Linked DNA regions of Mus musculus: region 1 is linked to region 2. A link is a contact called in public HiChIP or PLAC-seq data. All regions are on one chromosome and are shown on one strand. Each heading gives the region's core, a stretch centred on a gene start, on an enhancer-like site or on the middle of the called end of the contact. The rest is flanking DNA. Distances are from core to core; before and after follow the strand shown. Region 1 has its middle 8.0 kb from the start of Timp2. Region 2 has its middle 19 kb from the start of Socs3.

Region 1 (2,920 bases), core at 159-2,658, 410 kb after region 2:
TGTTCCACACTATCCACCCTGGTCAGGGACACAGGGAAGATAGGAGATATGATTAACTTACAGAGCCAGGCCTGGTAAGGTAGGTTCCTGTCGTCTCTGTGTGTGACACTGAATGCCTCTAATCCGAAAGGATGCTCACTGAGGCATCCGAGGCATCTGGGTATCAGGAGCTGGGGGTGGGTGGGATCAGGCGAGGGTGCAGGTTGTCAGTGACAGGACACCCCTCCCCCAGCTTTAGAACTCTTCCCTCTATGGCAGTGGGAAGGCCTTGGCCATAGCTCATCAAGTACCCGCTTTTAGGTGATGTTTGCTTGGCCCGCCGCTCCTTTCACTTTGGCTTTCCTGTTATCCTGTCCCATTCATCTTTAAAGAGAGGGGGGCTTGGCATCTCCCACAATATGGCTCCCCTTTCCCAGGTGTGCATCCCATAAGCCTGTGAACACAGCATTCCATAGCCAACCTGCAGGCAGCCTTGTGTAAGGCATAACTTCATATCATAGTGACAGTCCTGCCCCCACCCATGTTGGTAGGGGGACTTCAGACTGGAAGGGAGGAGGGATGGATGGAGAGAGGAAGGGGTGGGTAGAGAGAGGGAGGGTGTCCTGGTGGGGAACAGGAAGCCTTGTGATGCTTGGCCCCAAAGAATTGCCACATCTGAACTATGCTGGATGGGCCAGCATCCCAGAGGAAGGCTGACTTGACAGTGACCGCCCAGCTTCAGCCTGTGCACAGGCTGGTGTCACAGGGAGGGACTCTGCAGGGGCCAGGTCCCTCCTCTCTCTTCCTTGGGGCTTCCATCCTAAGAAGGAGGCAAAGCCAGGGATCTCTGCCCTTTTCCCAGAAAAGAGAGGGGTTTGGAGAGCAGGCTGCTGTGGCTTTGGATTCTTAAAAGTCTCTGGCTTCCCCTTCTCCTCCTCTGGCCCCCCTTCAGCCCCCGGCCCCTGTCTACCCCCTCCACCTCCCTTAACCCCATCCCTCCTCTGGTCCCCCCACCCTGTCCCTCCTGGGCTCTCTGGGACCCTCTAGACCAGTTCAGTGAAGCACTGAGGAATGTAGCTGATGCAGGGAGTGGACGCCCCTGGCTGCTCTCATTTCCTCATGCCCAGGCTATTTCCTCTTGGCCCTGGGCATGTGGTCATGTGCTTTTGCTCATGAGGAGCGGGTTGTGATGGGAACCCTCGCCCCTCTGCTCTGCCTTTCCCCAGGAAGCAGCCTCAGCAGGCAGGGAGGGGTGAGGGACCCCAGAGCTTGCTGCCCAGCTCAGCAGGGGTTGCCTGAGGGTGGTGGTTTCAGGTTCCCTGGCCCGCTAGTCAGCTAGTCTGGCTAGTCTCTCTAGTCCCGGATGGGAGGCTCAAGAGGCTCGGGTTTCCCCCGCCACCACCACCATCCTCTGCTTCCTTTGGTGTTGGGGAGTGACAGCCTTTGGCCATGATGTCATTACCTAATCCAAACAGAAGGGAGGCTGGGCTCTGTGGTGAGCTGCAGGCCAGCAGCGCTGAGTGCTACAGCATGGTAAGGCTGTGTAGAGAACCCACCCCTTGCATCTCCCAGGTCCTCTTTTCCTTTCTGCGCTCCTGACCAGCCTCCCTTCCCTTTCTTCTTTCTGGAGATGCTGTAGCATCCCTGTGTCACCACCCCTCAGCCAGGAGTGCACACAGGGCTAGATGCAAAGTCAGCCCTATTCTCTCCAGGGGCAGAAGGACCAGGCTTGGGGTGGGTCTCATCCTAGCAAAGCGATGAGGAAGAAGAGGGGGAGCGAGGTTTCCTGGGAAGGGAGGCATGGTGTCCTGCATCTCCTCTGCTGTCTGAAGTGCAGATCCAGCATCTCTCTGCTTTGCTACAGCCTGCTCAGCTCTCCCTCAGCTATAAAGGGCTGTTCGGCATCAAAGGCAAGAGGAACCACTCAGGACAGTGGTATCCATTTGTGCCTGGAGCTTCCTGGGTAGAAATGCGCCCTGTGACAGACCCTGTCATCTGGTTCTGTCCTGGTGTCCTGTGACCCGGGAACACAGGTGAAAGCTAGTCATCCTGCCTCCTCAGCCCCCTTCTCTGCTTCTCCTGGCTGCAGAGCTGTGCCACTGTGCTCACAGGTAAAGTCAGGGAAACTCAGGGTGACCACGGCTTCCAGCACAGAATCCCTGCTGGGGTCCCTGCAGAGGCAGGAGGATGCTGTGGGCTCTGCCTTAGCACCTGGTCATTTGTGCTATAATTTTGGTGCTGTGGGAAAGCAGGGAATGTCTGGGACATGTCCCTCTAGTCATTCTTGGTGGCCCCATTAAATATCTCTTCCCCGTGGAGCCCGCTCAGCCCTCACACTCTTCCACCTAAAATCCTGGCCATCTGAACACGATAGAGACTGTCCCAGTCCCAGACCTGGGATGGCATGGTGACAGAGAGTGGCTTGATGAGGGATAAAAAAGGACTGTGCCCAGTGACCTACCACAGTGGCCTTATTTTAGACTGCTGTGGCTTGTCTCACAGCTGACTTGTTCACAGGTCTATCCTCCCAATCCACTGAATATTTCTTTTACTTTGTTTTGTTGAGACAGGGTCCCTGGCTGGCTTGGAACTGACTTTGCAAACCAGACTGGCCATGAACTCACAGAGATCCAGCTGCCTCCAGAGCACTGGGGTTACAAGTATGTACCACCAGGCCAGCCTCTGGGTGAATGTCTCTTAAGGTTGTAGTTCATTTGCTCAAAAGTATTTCTTGGGCACACAAGCCATGTGCCAAGGCTGTTCTGAAGCTGGGGCTACAGATAAGCAGGATCTCTGTCCTCTTGTGTGGCACAGACCACCGCTCAGTAGGAAATAAAAGGCATGGGCTTTGAAGATGGCTCAGTAGGTAAAGTGAATTTGATCCTATGTAAGAGCAGAGCGTGGTGGCTGTGCCTGCAAGCCTTGTACTGGGGAGGCAGAG
Region 2 (2,700 bases), core at 51-2,550:
AGGGCATGGGGCAAAATACTTTGTTTGACCATGGAAAGCACTTGCCAGAGGGCAGGGGCTAGGCTCATGGGTAGGGCTTGCCTAGTAAGCACAAGGCCCTGGGCTCTGTTTCTAGCTCTGCATGAACCAAGTGTGGTTGCACATGCGTGTAATCCCAGTACTGAGGAGGTAGAGGCAGGAAGATCAGAAGTTACTTAGTGAATTCAAGGTTAGCCTAAGTTACATGAGACCCTCCCTGTCTCTTAATAAACTAAAATAGTTGAAAAAGTGAATTTTATTTGTGTTGTTTTTTGTGTAGCCCTGGCTGTCCTGGGAACTCTCCTTATAGACCAGGCTGGTCTTGAACTCACAGAGATCCACCTGCTTCTGCCTACTGTGTGTGGATAACCGGTCTCTAATATTCTGGAATGCATTTGTCTTACTCTTGGGTGGCCACTTGCTTTCCAGTGATGTGGCAGACGTGTAATCAACTCCAAACCTCTGATGGAAATGAGTCGCCCCAGAGAGTGCCTGGGATCCTGACTGACCAGGGATCCAGGATCACTTATATGGGGACCATACATTGGAAGTGGGCTCTGGGCACTGTGCATCAAACAATACCGACACATAGAGGGGACGACAGGTACAGTTAGGAAGAGCAAGTATTTGTCAAGTACAACGGTTAGACCACAGATGGACAACACGGAGAGGCCCGTGTGCAGCGGAGGAGGGAACCGGGTGACTGAAGGCTCTGGACTCATGGTGTTCACTTCAGAACCAGGGAATGTTCTAACTTAGGAAAGGTCCTGTGTCTAGCCAAAAAAAAAAAAAAAAAAAAAAGGCGGGGGGTAGGTGCGGCCTGGGAGGAAGGTGGGGTAGTGGCAAGGGAGGGTAGCCCTGCCCTAGCGTGCCCTCTGTCCCCAGCACGCACCCTGCCGGGAAGCCCTGGGGTCGCAGCTACTCGGGCGGCCCTGCCCAGAATAGCTTTCCTTCCGGGCAGGGCTGCCCGGCCCGCAGCGCCAGCTCCCGAAATAGGGCCCCGCGTGTTGGGCGGCGAGGGCGGGAGGGGCCGTCCCTGCTCACAGGCACACTAAGCCGCTGGGACCCTGGCACCCAACAGGGACCTGGGTGCAAGGACCAAGAAGGGGCTGCAGGCAGAAGCCAAGACCCAGGCTCGGAGATGGCGAGGCGCGGACTAGCATGGAGGAGCGAGGGCTGGCATCGCACTCTGGGTTGAGAAGGCGGAGACCCGGGTGCAGGGACCACGGAGGAGTCAGTAGAGACCCGAGATCGGGATTCCCGGCGCGGGGCCAGCCTCCAGGCGGGTGGGGCGGGCGCTGACCTCACAGCCTGCGAGGAAGTCGGGGCTGGCCTGGCTGATGGAAGGCCTGAGGAATTCGCAGCTGGCGGCCCGGTCGGGTGTGAACGCGTTCCCTTCTGCTCCCAACGTGGCGAGGCAATGGAGCAACAGCTTAGCAGTTGCCATGGCCACGGACCTAGGCTGTGGGACCAGCGGCCGCCCAGGCGGGCATTGGGAGATCCCCTGGGTCCTGTGGGATTCTGTATCCACACACGGTGCCGTGTGTTACAGGGTTGTAATCCCAACCCTTGGGAGGTAAAGACACCCCCTGATTAGGAATTAAGCTCATCACCTAATAGTGAGTTCGAGGCCAGGCTGGGCTACATGAGACCTGTCTCAAAAAGCAAAACAGGATGGGCAAGGTGGTGCATATCTTTCATCCCAGCTCTTCAGAGGCAGATGGATCTCTATATGAGTTCGAGACCAGCCAGGCATACATAGTGAGTTCCAAGACCCAGTGAGGCCCTGTCTAAACAAAACAAAACAGGACCAGAGAGCTAGCTTAGGGGTAAACTACCTTGGTACATATAAGCTTGCCAACCTGAGTTCAATTCCTGGGAGCCACTTAACAGAAAACTGAAGTCACAGTGTCATTCTCTGAACCTCCAGATGCAGGAGACAGCGCTTGCTCGTGCAAGCATCCCTCATAGACACATGCATACATAATAACATTTATAAGATTTAAAAAAAAAACAACCCGCCGGGCATGGTGGCGCACGCCTTTAATCCCAGCACTTGGGAGGCAGAGGCAGGCGGATTTCTGAGTTCGAGGCCAGCCTGGTCTACAGAGTGAGTTCCAAGACAGCCAGGACTATACAGAGAAACCCTGTCTCTGTCAAACTCAGAAATCCGCCTTCCTCTGCCTCCCAAGTGCTGGGATTAAAGGCATGGCACCACACCCAGCTAAAACCCAAAAGTTTTTAAATTAAAAAACAATGTGGCAGGAGAGCTGGCTGGGTGGCTGCTTTTCCAGAAGACCCAGGTTCAGTGAGCAGCACCCATCTATGGTTCACAACCATCTAGGACACCAGTTCTTGGAGAGCTCATGTGTTCTCTTCAGAACTCCAAGGCACCAGATGCAAACTTGGTGTGCATACATACATGCAGGCAAACCAAAACAAAAAACAGTGTTCCTCTCCCTCCTGTAGATGCTGACGGTTAGAAAGTTAGAACCCCTGTGATGGACAGCCACCACTTCAGTGCAAGCAAGCCTCTTGTGACCAACCCAACAGGACCAGAGTGGGATTCACAGAGATTGCCACCCTGCTCCACTCTCCCGCCCCTCCCCTGTCTTCAACCAAAGGCTAACCTCTTCAACCTCCCGGCTTCCTCAACAACCATCCAGGAATCAGTCAGATCTG

Evidence for each region. HiChIP or PLAC-seq counts read pairs in DNA pulled down with a chosen protein or histone mark.
Region 1: a contact with region 2 is called in an HNF4G HiChIP or PLAC-seq map of pancreatic cancer cells. The contact joins two enhancer-like sites. A contact is called at or near these places in 3 of 115 datasets of contacts at active chromatin or transcription factors (extraembryonic endoderm stem cells, microglia and pancreatic cancer cells).

What each region holds. Positions count from the first base shown.
Region 1 is chr11:118,361,978-118,364,897 of GRCm38.p6, forward strand. No RefSeq gene overlaps it. Among named protein-coding and RNA genes, the nearest start is that of Timp2, 8.0 kb to the left of the region's middle. Within about 2 kb of position 1,409, at least 259 of the 459 cell types and tissues checked have an H3K27ac peak or open chromatin away from gene starts, as enhancers often do. A contact at or near this core is called in microglia and pancreatic cancer cells, where this site is marked.
Region 2 is chr11:117,948,556-117,951,255 of GRCm38.p6, forward strand. No RefSeq gene overlaps it. Among named protein-coding and RNA genes, the nearest start is that of Socs3, 19 kb to the right of the region's middle. Within about 2 kb of position 1,301, at least 203 of the 459 cell types and tissues checked have an H3K27ac peak or open chromatin away from gene starts, as enhancers often do. A contact at or near this core is called in microglia and pancreatic cancer cells, where this site is marked.